2 separate regions of the Sus scrofa genome follow, and region 1 is linked to region 2. A link is a contact called in public HiChIP or PLAC-seq data. All regions are on one chromosome and are shown on one strand. The core of a region is the stretch at or near the end of the contact, and the rest is flanking DNA. Distances in the headings are between cores, read along the strand shown.

What was found. HiChIP or PLAC-seq counts read pairs in DNA pulled down with a chosen protein or histone mark.
Region 1: a contact with region 2 is called in an H3K27ac HiChIP or PLAC-seq map of alveolar macrophages. The contact joins two enhancer-like sites. A contact is called at or near these places in 8 of 47 Hi-C or Micro-C datasets (embryonic fibroblasts, epiblast stem cells, fetal heart ventricle and 3 more) and 2 of 2 datasets of contacts at active chromatin or transcription factors (alveolar macrophages and skeletal muscle).

The regions. Positions count from the first base shown.
Region 1 is chr1:269,715,464-269,722,137 of Sscrofa11.1, forward strand. No RefSeq gene overlaps it. Among named protein-coding and RNA genes, the nearest start is that of NTMT1, 100 kb to the right of the region's middle. Within about 2 kb of position 2,203, at least 71 of the 83 cell types and tissues checked have an H3K27ac peak or open chromatin away from gene starts, as enhancers often do. A contact at or near this core is called in retroperitoneal adipose tissue, where this site is marked.
Region 2 is chr1:269,584,293-269,590,815 of Sscrofa11.1, forward strand. The region is part of intron 2 of LOC102162054 (a long non-coding RNA gene); the gene reads left to right. Among named protein-coding and RNA genes, the nearest start is that of IER5L, 130 kb to the left of the region's middle. Within about 2 kb of position 4,514, at least 33 of the 83 cell types and tissues checked have an H3K27ac peak or open chromatin away from gene starts, as enhancers often do. A contact at or near this core is called in retroperitoneal adipose tissue, where this site is marked.

The DNA.
Region 1 (6,674 bases), core at 953-3,452, 130 kb after region 2:
CCTTCGGTTTCCCCAGACCTCGTGCCTTTGGTTGGCCTGCTCTGGTTCCAGAATAGGGGCTGCAGTCACCCCTCTGGGCTGTGCCCTCCGCCCTCCCTCCTCCCACCGTTCACAGGTCGGGCTCCTATCTGACCTCTGCAGCCCCGTGAACCGTTACCTCCTTTCCAGAGGGCCCCGGACCGCAGCTCCTGTCCCCTTCTCTGCGTTCCCATAGAGCTCCCCAGGAGGGAGGGAAAAAGCTCCGGGGACATAGCAGGGACATGAGTTCCAGCCCAGCCCTGCGTGGGTGGAGAGGGGAGAACAGTCAGCTCGTTTGGGTGCTCGGAGGGGCAGGGTGGACGTGAGAGGGAGGGTGGCCTTGGCTCCCCCAGGGAAAGACACATCAGCCGGATTATTTGGTTTAGAGGCCTGGAGAAAGGCACATTCCAGAAGGAGAGAGAAGCATAGATCGAGGCTGCCTCGTGTCGTCTGGCTGGCTCTCCACTAGCCCAAGGATGACCAGGGCCGGGCCCTTCCCACCGTATGTGCACCTGGACCTCTGCGGCCAGACTGGGGGTCGGAAGCTGTCTTCCACCCTAGACCTGCACCCCTAGGGAGCATGCGCACAGAGAGACAGACACCCCCGTAGAGGCCTGAGCACCCCCTCCAGGGTGGAGATGACCCAAAGGGAACAGAATGGTGTGGGTTTCTCCTAAACGCAGAGAACCCCTGCTGCCAGAAACAGGAGGCACTTAAGCACTGGCTGGATGAACAAATGAATGAATGAATGAGTGAGTGATGGCGGCCCCCAGGCCCAAGGAGGAGGGCCAGGAGACTTGCAGACCGTCTGCCTGCTCCCTTGTGAAGCAAGACATCCTGTGTCCTGGGGAGCCCTTGGTGTGCAGTGGTGTGGGAGCCGGCTTCAAGAGGGGGAGACAATGGGGCACTGGGAGCCTGATGGGAGGGAAACAGGCCATGAGCTGTGTTTCTAGGGAAACACTCTAATACCTGGGCATGGGCAGCACTGGGGTGCCAGAGGGACTTTCAGGTACCCCCAGATTACCCCAGCTGGGACGCGAACACACGGTTCCACGGGGGCAGCACAGTGTGGTCGGTAAAGCTGGAGGCTCTGGACATTTCTGGGCTCCAGCTTCACCCCCACTGGCTACACCAGTGCCTCTGTGTCCTGGTCTGGGAGAGGGCCTGAGAGAGCCCCCTACAGCACAGGTTTGCAGGGAAGCTCTTGGGAGAGGTGCCAGCTCAGCACCTTCTGTCTGCCATTGTTATAAAACAGCAGCACAGGAGAGCAGGAAGCAGAGGGCACCCAGCAGCCAGGCCCTGGGCTCTGGTCCTTCCGCGCAACCCAGGGTCTTCCCAGGCCTCAGTTTCCTCATTTGTATGCTCAGATCCCGCAACCCTTCTCCCAGACCCTAGGTCAGACTGCAGGCACAGCTGCCTCCCCCAGACCTGCCCACTCATACACACACACACACTCATACACGTTCCGCTCAGACCCGGAAAGCACATCCCATCCTCACGCTCAGCCCCTCGCCCGGGGCATCCAGGTCCTTGCCACTCGGCCCTCACCCTTGCCCAGGGCACCCACACCCGCTCACACTCCTGCTCACACTCCCACACAACCCAGGTCGGCTGTGCACCAACTATTGTCGCGGGCGGGGCTGGGAGCGGGAGGGAAAAAAACCCACGACTCAGCCGGAGAAGAGGGGTGCGGGGGTGCGCGGGCGAGGGAAATGACAGCCCGCGGTCCCCCTCGAGTCCCGGCTCATGAATATTAATGCCGTGGTAATTAAAATGCAGGGACGCAGCAGGATGGATGCGGCTGCCTCCGGAGCGCTGGGGAGCGCGGCGTCCTCGGCGAGGCGTCTTCGCAGGCGTGTGGAACCCGCTCCTCGCCGGCGAGCGCGGGATCGGGCTCCGGGGCTCGGATCCGGGGCCGCGGGCAGGGGACGGCGGGGGCGGGGGGGGGGGGTCGGTGCTTTTCGGCGCGGCCGAGCGTGGCTGCCCGGCGTTCCCGCCCGTGCCCCTCCGCGCCCTGCCCCGGCCCGGGCTGCCCGCCAGGCCGCCGGTTCCCGGAGCCGGCCCCCTCCCGCCCTCGCGGCCCGGTGACGTCATCTGCACAAAACTTTCCGCTTCCCGGCCGTCTCGGGGCCCTGAGTCATCGCCGCCCCCGGCCCGGCCCTCGCCGTCTGTTTGTGCAGAGCTAGGCCCCGCTGGCCCCGGCCTGACGTCAGGCTGACAGGGCCTGGAACTGCGTGGGGCCCCTGAGGGCCGGGGACAGCCTCCGGGGTGGGGGCTGTGGAGCAGACCCCGGGGAAAAGCAACACACCGGGGGTCCAGGTTCAAATCCGGAGTCATCTTATGCAGATTGCCTGATCTCGGGCCAGTCCTCTGGGCTCTCTGAAAGTCCGGTTTCCTCCTTTGTCCCTTAGCAAATCTTCCCAGACTCCGTAAGTGGATTGTACAGCTGGGTGAACCCAGGCCCAGAGACGGGAAGGGACTGGCTCAAAGTCACACAGCGCTGGGGCAGCAGCCCAAGTTCTTGCCACCTTGCCACGTGCTCTTAGCCATGGGTGAGGACCCTTTGGGGCAGATGCTGAGAAAACCAGCTGCAGACATACAAGGTGGGGCTGGGGGCGGGGGCGGGGCACATTCCGGAGCACCACCGCCTGGGCATGAGTCCTGGCGAGTTTTCTCAGCGCTAAGAGCAGGACTCCTAATCTAGAATAATAGCCATGTGGAATCTACCAGGATACAGGATCAAATGAGAAAGGATCATCCCATGGGAAGGCTGGGGAGCAGCTGTCGGCACATGAGTAAGCTGCTGATCCCCGTTGCAGTCAGGTGACGGGGCCATTTTGGAGTCAGATCACCCGGGTTCAAATCCTGGCTCTCGTTGTCCCTCCTCCAGTCCCTTCTTTGTCCCCTCAGGCCAGTTACTAACTGCTGTGCCCTGTGCCAGGGCTGCCGTTTTCAGCATCTCCGGCCTCCTGGGTTGCTGGGAGAGCCTGTGAGCAAATGCCCACTCCATCCTTCACCAGAGGCACACACAGAGCATGCGGAAAGCATGGGCAGTTCTTAGGCTCTTCCTTGGGTCTTCGGCATATCATCTTGGGACCCAGTTTATAGATGAGAAACTAAGACCCTTTTGGCTCCTGCTGTCAGGGGCGGAGCAGGAATTATTAGGCTCAGATCTGGGATCCCAGACCGTACAGCTTCCCAGATGCATGGCCAGGGCTCTGGTTGTTCTCCAAACTCACTCCCACCTCCATCCAGCATCTGCCTCTGGTCCAGGCCTGCCCCTCCCGCCCGGTCAGTGTGGATTGACCCCTCGGCGCACCCCCCACTCCTGCCCACGCACACCCTTAAGCTATCAGAGAAAGACCCGCCCTGTACCCCCACATCCTTGCTTCTCCCTTCCTGCCCCCCCTCACCCCCCAGCCTCACTGGAGACATTATCAAGTACTCCAGTGCTTGGGGTGGCCTCTTCTTGCCTAGAGGCTTTTGCAGGGCTGTTCCCTCCCTCCCTCTGCCTGGAACACCCCCTCTGCTCCCCCGTTTTCCCCCTCAGCTCTTCCCCTGGGGAGTGTCCCAGGTACCACCACCCCACAACACACACACCCACAGCACACACTCCCCCACATCACACAGACCATACCACACAGGCAGAGACACACCCCATTACACAGATCACAGACGCACACACACACACTCCATATGCCATAGACGGCAGACACATACCCCGCACGCATCACACAGACCCTTCCACATGCACACCTGGCATACCCTGACCACACAACAGACACACACACAGACCGACTGGAGGAGACACAGCAAGGCTGCATCTGTGCCCCTCCTCTGGGCTCCTGCAGCCTCTAATTGTGCCCCCCCCCCATGGTATTAACCCTCCCACCAGCGAGGGTGGGGACCCAGCCCCTTCTCCCCTTCCCGCACAGGGTCTTGCACAGCTAGTGCCTGGCCCCCGACCCCCTCCCATGGCCAGCACTGTGCCAGTCCCACCTCCATCAAGGCCCATTTCTGCCAAGAGCTGTCCCCACTCCCGCTAAGCTCCAGGCTCAGCCCTCTCCCCCGAAGATCACACTTCCCTGGGCTTTGGTCAGCCCCATCCCACCCAGACCACAGCTACTGGAGACAAAGGACTGTGTCCCCACCCCCCTCCCACCCCCATCAACCCCTTCCAGGTCTCAGGAATATCTGGTGACTTGAACTGCGCCACCGGAGCCTTAAGGTCACGTCTCTCTGGGGTCTCCACTTTCTCATCTGCAAAATGGGGTAACATTGAAAATGCCTTGCAGAAGCTCAGACGTGTCACAGTGGGTGTCATTTCAGGGCTGCTGGGTTCCTGTGGGACTGAGTTGTGAGTCCACTGAGCTTTGGTGGAGGTAACCAGCCCCTAGGGAGCCCCTTACCCAAGTGAGTGTCCTGGTGGTGCCCTTCCTGCAAATTGGGTCCCTGGAGCACTTTGTACCCAGCCCTGGAGGTGGGAGTTTGGCTGGGGTTCCTGACAAGTAGCAGGGCATCATCTGTCCCAGGGGCTGCCTTTCAAGAAGGATACTTAGCCTCCACAGGGGCCTAGGCTGGAGCCTCAGCTCCCCTCCTGCTGTCCAGCAGCGCATCGCCCAGGCTGCCTGGCCCTGCTGGGGGAACCCTGGAGAGAAGGAGCTTCCCCTGATCTCAGACTCAGGTGGCACACACCACCCCACAGGCAGAGCCAGAGAAACAAGGGCCAGAATGGGGAGGGGCCAGGCTGCACCAGAGGGAGGGGTGGAGCAGCCATTCGTGGTGCTGGGGGGTAGGGGATGGGGGCGTGTTTCCCTTTACCAGGTCTCCTGGCACCCTCTGTGGGCCCATCATGGAATTCTGTGCTGGGCATGTGGTGAGGAGCGAATCAGCTACCGCCCCGGTAGAACTTAGAGTCTAAGGAGTGAAAAAAAAGGAGCCCAAGAAAAGTAGGAAAGGAGAGATGCTGGGCTGGTGAAGAAGGGGCCCACAGGCTCATTCATAAACCCTTCCCCACGTGGACCTACGTGTTTGTGTGTGTGTGTGTGTGTGTGTGTGTGTGTGTGTTCCAGAATTTCTTCCAGCCCGCCCCCGCCTTTTCTTCGGGCCACACCCGAGGCACATGGAAGTTCCCAGGCTAGGGGTCAAATCAGAGCTGCAGCTGCCGGCCTACACCACAGCCACAGCACACCAGATCCGAGCTGAGTCTGTCACCTACATCATATCTCACGGTAACACCAGATCCTTAACCCACTGAGCGGGGCCAGGGATCGAACCACGTCCGCGTGAATGCTATTCCAGTTCATTACTGCTGAGCCACAGCAGGAACTGCCCAGGACTTTCCTTATCACTTCCCTCACCCTATGAATGTGTTTTGAACACCTCTGCCTGCGGCAGGAAGCGAGTGATTAAGAGCAAAGTCCAGACTTCTCCTCCCAGCTATGTGACTCTGGGCAAGTCACTGTCCCTCTCGGAGCCTTCAGGTGGTGTCCCCTGGAAAATGCATCCACATCCCACAGGGCTGTTGCAGTGAGTTCCTGAGAGGTTGTGAAGAGTCCCCTCTGGTATGGGGACCCAAGGTTGACCTTACTCCAAGTACCTCTTGGGCGTGGCTGCCATGCTCGGGTCCCCCGGACCACTAGCCACCATGCTCTGCCTCAACCCCAGGACATGATGGCAAGACAGTTTGGTTACCCGGCTGAGTACTCTCTGGCTCCTGTCTCTCTGAATGGAATGTTGCCAATGGATTTGTGTTCTAGAACCAATGGGGTCAGTTTGCTTGGGGAGCCATGGGCCCTGCCTCCTGCCCGCTGGAACCCACGGATGCCTAGCGGTGAGGTTGTTACTACCAGGGCTCTGGTCACTGCTATGGCACAGGTTCGATCCCTGGCCCAGGAACTTCTGAGTGCCTCAGGCACAGCAAAAAAAAAAAAAAAAAAAAAAAAAAGGGAAAATTGACCATAGCTTCTAAGTACGGACCACCCCCACTTGACATGAACCAGGAACTGTGGGATATTCCAACAGCAAGGATCTTATCACTGGAATGAGACACAACAGATGAGCAAACCCAGGCTGGGAGGGGAACTGCTGTGCCCCAGGCCACGAGGCGGCTCCCTGGAGAAAGCTAGAATGTGCACTTTTCCGAGCCCAAAGCCTGACCTTTTACCCATCAGGCCACCATCCTGGCTTTGCTGTGTCAGCAGAGAAACAGGGAGGTCCAGGTCCCCCCTTGTGTAACTCACACCCACCTGTTCTCCATCCACTCAGCTCCTGGGCCTCACCCACAGACCTCCACGGAGAGCCTTGACCTGATGCCTGGGGAGGGGGATGGGGAGCAGGTGCTCCCCGAAGGGCGGATCATCAGGGGAACTTGGCAGGAAGGGTCAAAGAACCCCAGGATGTCAAATGGGAAGAGACCTCAGGGATCACCCCCCCGGCAACCCTATATTGCACACACAGAAGAGCTTTAGCTCAGAGAGGTAGACACACTGGCCCAGGCACCCACAGCACAGCACTAGCCCAGCTGGGACTAGATGGGAGGAGCTTTGGAACTCCACTGCCTGAGTTCAAATCTGGGTCTGCTGCCTGCCAGCTGGGAGCCTAAGTTTCTGAAGCCCCTGTGCCTCAGTGTCCTCATTCTGTAGAATGGGAAGAAT
Region 2 (6,523 bases), core at 3,264-5,763:
CGCTGAGCAGGATTTGGAGAGCTCTGGCTGAGTTTGCTGTCCCAACAAACAGAGCGGGTCTGGAGATGCTGCTCAGAAAAAAGAATGGTGGTCCTAGCTCCTGATCCTGTAGCTCGGACCTGGCCTGACGGAGGGGTTTGGGTCAGGCTGGCCTGGGGACACTTGGCTCTGTCCCTTGGTGCTGTGTGACTCTGGGCAAGTGCCTCTACCTCTCTGGGCCTCGTTTTCCTCATCCCTGAAATCCTGGGCTGGGCTTGCCTGCTGGCCTCAGCGTGTTCCTAGGAGCCTGGGATTGGCCAGGAGGACCCAGAGCCTGCGCGTGGGTGTGCAAGGGGTGGGTCCCAGATCACCCCCTTCTTCTCCGATCAGAGCAGCCCCGTTTCCATCTCTTTGGTATGTTGGTGTTCTAAGTAACACTTCATTTGTAAGAAGAAGGGAGTTCCCTGGTGGTTCAGTGGATTAAGGATCCAATGTTGTCACTGCTCTGGCTCTGGCTACTGCTATGGTGCAGGTTGGGTCCCTGGCCTGGGAACTTCCATATGCCATGGGCATGGCCAAAAAGAAGGAGGAGGAGGGGGAAGGGGAGGGGAGGAGAGAGGGGAGGAGGAGGAGAAGGAAAGGGAAAGGTAATGCGTCTTTTTTTTTTTTTTTTTTTTTCCATTTTCTTGGGCCGCTCCTGCGGCATATGGAGGTTCCCAGGCTAGGGGTCGAATTTGAGCTGTAGCCACCCGCCTATGCCAGAGCCACAGCAACGCAGGATCCGAGCAGCATCTGCGACCTACACCACAGCTCACTCACGGCAATGCCGGATCCTCAACCCACTGAGCAAGGCCAGGGACTGAACCCACAACCTCATGGTTCCTAGTCGGATTCGTTAACCACTGTGCCACGGCAGGAACTCCAGGAAATGGGTCTACAGCAGAAACAATGCAGTTGCGAATTTTCTCACCAACTCCCTTGGTCCCCAGGCTCATTCCTTCAAGCTCTAGGGGAGCTGATGGTGAGACCCCCCCTCCACCAGCTGGGTTTAATGACTGCCCGGTTCCAAGCGGTTCTGGATTTGAATCTCTCTTTCCTTTGGCCTCTGCGAGCTCCCATGAAAGAGAAGGGGCTTTGATGGGGGGGGGTGTCCAGAGATCTTGGGATCTCCTCTGTGGGTGCCAAGGTCACAGACAGGCTGGCTCTGTTGGCCTTCTCTCTGGGCATGCGCTGTGGGCATCTTGGATGCTTGCCCCTCGGCCCCTGCCCCGTGCCCGAGCATCACCACGTGATCGGCTCAGCTGCTTCACGTGCCCTGTGACCCCATTAGAAGCCCCGGCCAACCCTTGCTGCCTCTGGGTTTCAGTTTCTCCTTCTGAAGTGAGGAGACTGTGGGCCCTGGACGTCTCTCCACCCCTCCCAAGCTTCAACACTCTACTTGCTGCATTAATGGAGCTCCGGGTGTTTGCAGAGTGGTGTCTGGGATGTGAGGGGGTGGATCCGGTCCCTGCTGCTTCTGGCCGGCCTTGGGGGTGGCAGGGCTCCGAGTGGCCCTCAGTGGCCCTGGGGCCCCAGGAGACCCAGGTGCCAGGCCCAGCTGCCAGGCTGCCATTTGCAGTGTCTCCTGTTGGTGGCACTTTGGTGAGTTTCAGGTATTCTGGTCTTTGCGGATATTTGGTTTGTGCCTGGAACCACGCTAGCTCCCTTTACTCTGTGAAGCTTCTGTTTCTCACTGGAGCTGAACTTGACCATGTCATTCTCCAGGTAAAAACCCTTCCGTGGCTCCTCACTCTCCTCGGAAGACAGTCCAAACTTGAGAGTGGCCCTGTGGCCTTTGGGGGCCAGGCACAGACCAAGCTCGCACACCGAGGGGCTCGTCACCTTCTCTCCCTTGGACACACAGACTGGACTGAATGGTGCCAGCTTCTCCTCTTTAGAACCTCACATCCTCTGCCTGGCACACTGTCTCCTCTTCTTGTTACTTGCTAAATGTCACTTCCTCCAGGAAGCCCTCCCTGCCTAATTGACTTTAGTTCAAACCCCGGGCTCCCGCTGCACTTCTTTGTAGCCCTCGTCATTGTAATGATCTAAAAAAAATCTAAAAAAACCCAAATGCACGCGAGTGTGTGTGTGTGTGTGTGTGTGTGTGAGAGACCCACACCCCTCCCCCCACTCGCATGTGGCCTGGGTGAGCCCCTTTCTGTTGGATTTTCCTGGCTGTGCCTGGCACCCAGGGAGAGCTCCGGAAATGTTTGCTGAGTGAATCCTGGACTGGGTGTAATCTGACATCCGACGTGCAGCCTGTTGATCCGGTTGCCAGCAATGCACCTGACTGGGTCACTCCTGAGTCTGGGAACTGAGTCTGGGAACCTGGGCACCCACAGCCCAGCCCCATCCTCCGGCCTGAAGGCTCTGCCTGGAAGGCAGGAAGGGGTTAAGTGTTTCTGGCGGCCTCGTGCTCTGTCTGCGGCAGTTCCCCCTTCCGGGGCTGCAGCAGCCGAGGTTGGCGAGGAATGCTTGCAATGCAGGGCTAGGAGGGCGGGCGGCTGGTGGAGTGGGGGCCTGTGGAGGCCGGCCGGCCGGGCCAGGCTCCCCAGTTGAGCAATCGCCCAGGCCCAGCCGGTTCCTGTAACTCCTGCCCCTCCTGCCTTTCCCCCACCCTGCCGGCTTCCTCCACCCGCCTGCCGCCTGCCAGGCAGTGGGGGCGGCCGGGACTCTGGGCCCTCCGGTGGGAGGTGGAGGGACGGAGGCCCAGAAAGCCTGGAGGCCAGGAGTGAAAGGGAGGGGCTTCCGAGGGGAAACAGAGAGGGAGCCACTTTGGCCCAGAGAGGGTAAGGCTTTTGCCTAAGGTCACACAGGGATGCACCACTGAACTGGGCCACGCCCTGGATTCAGACGTCTTTGTTCCCCTGGCACCAGGCTCCCCCCACCCCCGCCACCACCACCCGCACTTATCACTTCAGCCTGTCCTGGGGACACTGGGCACCTCCATTTCTCCCCTCCAGGAAGGTGGAGGAGAGGAATGAAAGCTCTCCTCCTCCTTCCCTCCAGGCCCCTTCAAGGAAGGACCTTCATGAGTTTTGAATATCAGGGTGAGCCCAGGCCCCAAACTCATTCCCTTTCCCACCAGCACACACCTACTTTGGGGGGAAAGCAGCTTTCCTCACGGGGCAGGATGAGACCCTTCTGCCCACAATATGTACAGGAGACCTCTGGGAGGCGGCCTCTGCTGTCCGTCAAACCGAATTAGAATCCCAGCTCCATCACCGTCAAGCTTGGTGGCCACGTACCTCCTTCTGAGCCTCAGTTTCCTTGTCTGTAAAGTGGAAGTCAGAGACGGGGCGGGGGGGGGGGGGGGGAGATGGAGTCGCAGGACCGCTCTGGTTCTGCGGAGGCTCTGGGCCGCTTGCTTCCCCTGGTCCCGCAAATGTCTGCTCTGTTTGGGGCCGGCTCAGGTTGTGCTCAACTGTGGCCCCGGATTTTGCCAAAACTGCCGGGGAGGGGGGGGCGATGGCCTCAGAGCCTTCAGAGGCGCTGCCTTGGCCCTGGCTGGCTGGAATCAGCAGTTGAGCCCCTGGACCCCACATCTTCCGAGGGTGGGTAGGTGATCTACACCGGCTAGAAGTTCCTGTGCAAATCAAGCACCACGGTTACAGGTAAGGAGGCTTGCAGCAGGAGCGGCTCGCCAAGCCATCCAGACAAAGAGAGGGATTTCAACCCTGAAAAACCACACCAGTAACACCAAAGACCCTGCTACACGCTGCTCTGCAGCTAAGTCCTTACCGTGAGCCAGGCGATGACTGACCTACTTTATTCCAACAACACGCCCAAGAGGGAGGTCTATTGATCCCCGTTTCCCCCTCCAGGAAACAGAGAGGTTGTTGCACTTGGTCAAGGTCACCCAGCTTGTAAGGAGTGGAGCTGACTTGGAACTCGGGCCACTTGCCTCCAGAACCTGGGCTTTTAGCGGATCTCTTCCACACTTGGCTGGGGATCCAGGCTCTGTAGAGAGGGCACGGGCAACCTGGGGTTCGTCATTAAGCCCCAGAGCCAGGAAGTGAGGGAACAATCTCCAGCCCCGACTGGCAGTGGGATAGGCGCTGTGCTGTTATCACTACCGCTGGGTGAGCAGGGGCTCAGAGGGGCCAAGTCTTTTACTCCGGGGCACACAGCCGTGCGTCAGGACGCACGCCCAGGGTGATTGATGCTGCTTTTGCGTCCCCTGGCTCCCCATCCTCGGTTCCCCCGAGGCCGGCCGTGGCCGGAAAGGACCCCCACCGCCGGCTGGGCTCGGCGGACAGAGGGACAGATGCCGGCCGCCCCCCTCCCCGGGCTGTCGGGCGGCGAGGCTTCGCCACCTCCTCCCGAGCAGGTTTCCTTTAAGAAACCAGAAGATTGATTTCCTGGCAGGCTCGCCAAGAAGCCCGTCCAAATGGTTTGCATGTCTGCATTTTTTACTGCTCCGTTTAATATGTATGCAAATGCCGGCCGCTGCGCCGCGCTGCACAGTCACACGCGGCGCCCCATTAAAGCGCCGTCCGGGCGCGCGCATCATTCGAGGCGACGGGCTCGGCGGCCCTGATAGATGGGGTGCGGGGACGGAGACAAATGACGGGCTTTTGTAATTTCTTTCTCCCTTTTCCGGGGGGGTTGAGGGGGCGGCTCAAGCCTGGAAACCGCAGAAGAGATTTAAATATATGCAAAATTGTTTGGGGCGGGGGGAGTTGAAACCTGAACCAGGAGGAGGGAATTCAGTGTTTTCCTCTGTGGGAGTCGGGTTGGAGGGGGGGAGCCGAGCCCCCACAGTCACCTTCTGGCGGCGAGAGCGGCTTTGCTCCTGATAAGCAGGCGCGGTCCTATGGGAAGCGCTGCATCAGCCGCACAGAAAAGGAAAATGCCGGTTATTTTCAGGCCGGTTACGCCCGAGAGGCCGCTGCCGAGTTTTTCCCAGCCTCCCCCCCCCAACTCTCTTTTCTGGGGCTTCCAGGGCTTATAACTCTCTAGGTCTGATGGATGTCATGTAACTCTCACACTAGCCCCACGAGATAGATCACACCCATTGTACAGATGGGGAAACTAAGGCTCACAGGAGCCAAGATCCTTGGGGAGGGTGGCAGAGTGAGTAGGGGGTGGGGTGGGACTCTCGGAGCAGTATCCTTGACCCCACAGCCCTTGGCCAGCTCTTGCTCCGTGGGGTCTGCTCCCAGCCATGGCAGGTGGGGCGAGCGTGGAATCTTCCCCAGACTCACCTCCTGCTCAACAACCCTGGCTCTCCAGCCCCACCTCTCCTCCTGTGCCCTCAGCTTCCTACCTGTCCCCACCTGCCTGGTAACACAAGCCTGCATTCTCCGGAGCCTGAGGCTTGAGCCCCAATTTTCCAAAACAGTGTAAGCCTAAAATTTGAGGTGTGCATTTTCAAGGAATCTTTCTTTATTTCTCAGCATTTTAGGCGACTTGGCAGCTGGGGGGCAGCCTGGAGGATCTTAGGAAGATGCAAACATTTCCCAGAGGAGGCTCCAGCCTAAGGAGATGGCCCTTCCGGAGCACATAGCTCAGACCTACAGGAGAGGCGGGCTTGTGTGTGTGTGCACACGCCCAGTGTGGTTGTGTGTCGGTCTGTGTGTGTGTGTCATTGTGTTTATCCATTTGCCTGTGTGTGTGTGTGTGTGTGTGTGTGTGTGAGGGTGGGATCATGAGTGTGTCCATGGACACAGGTGCGTGGCAGCGTGCATGTGTGTGTCGCTGTGACAGCCGCTGAGAACTCTTGTCCTGGGCGGGCAAGCAGCTGGAAAGCCAATGTCCCCGAGGATTTCCAGCTGCCTGTGGTTTAGGCCTCTCGCCTCCCCGTCCCCGCCGGAACCCGCTCCCCTTTCCAGCCAAAGCCTCTGCTGTTTCAGCTGCAGAAGGCAGGGTAGGACACCTCACAGGCAGCTGTGGGGATCCCCAAAGGCTGAGCCCCCCTGAAGCTCTGCATAGATGAGGAGGACTTTGATTCTTGGGGGAGGGGGTGTAGCCTGGTGGCAGCCGGGTGAGCTGGGAATTCTGGGAAGGCAGCAAGGGGCGCACAGCTCTCTGGAGAAGCTCTCCCTGCGTGTAGAGTGAGTGTGGGGACCCCCCATCCCCCCTCCCTCTCCGTCTCTGCCACTCTTTCAAGTGCCCCCGGCCCTGCAGTCCCTTGAGCCACCTCTCCAGGAGTCTCCCCCCCCATAGGCTCCGCCCCCGCCCCTCCCAGGAGCCCTCCCCTACTTCCTCCCTTTGCCCTTGTCACCTCTCGCATCCCATCTAGCTGCCTGTTTGTCTCACTTTGTCTACTCTCCTCACCCCACTGGAACGTGAGCCCTGTGAGGACCTAGAAAATGGGGGTGCTCAGGAAGTTTCTGAGGTCCCCAGCAGCTCGGGACCCCCACCCAGACCAGCCTTCTTTTCCAGGCTCAGGTCCTTGCTGTGGGCGGGTCTCATTCACTCTGGGGCTCCCCCTCCATGTCCAGGGAGCCCAACTGGACAGTGACTAATGTTTAAGTCCTTCCACCTGCTTATGTCTGGG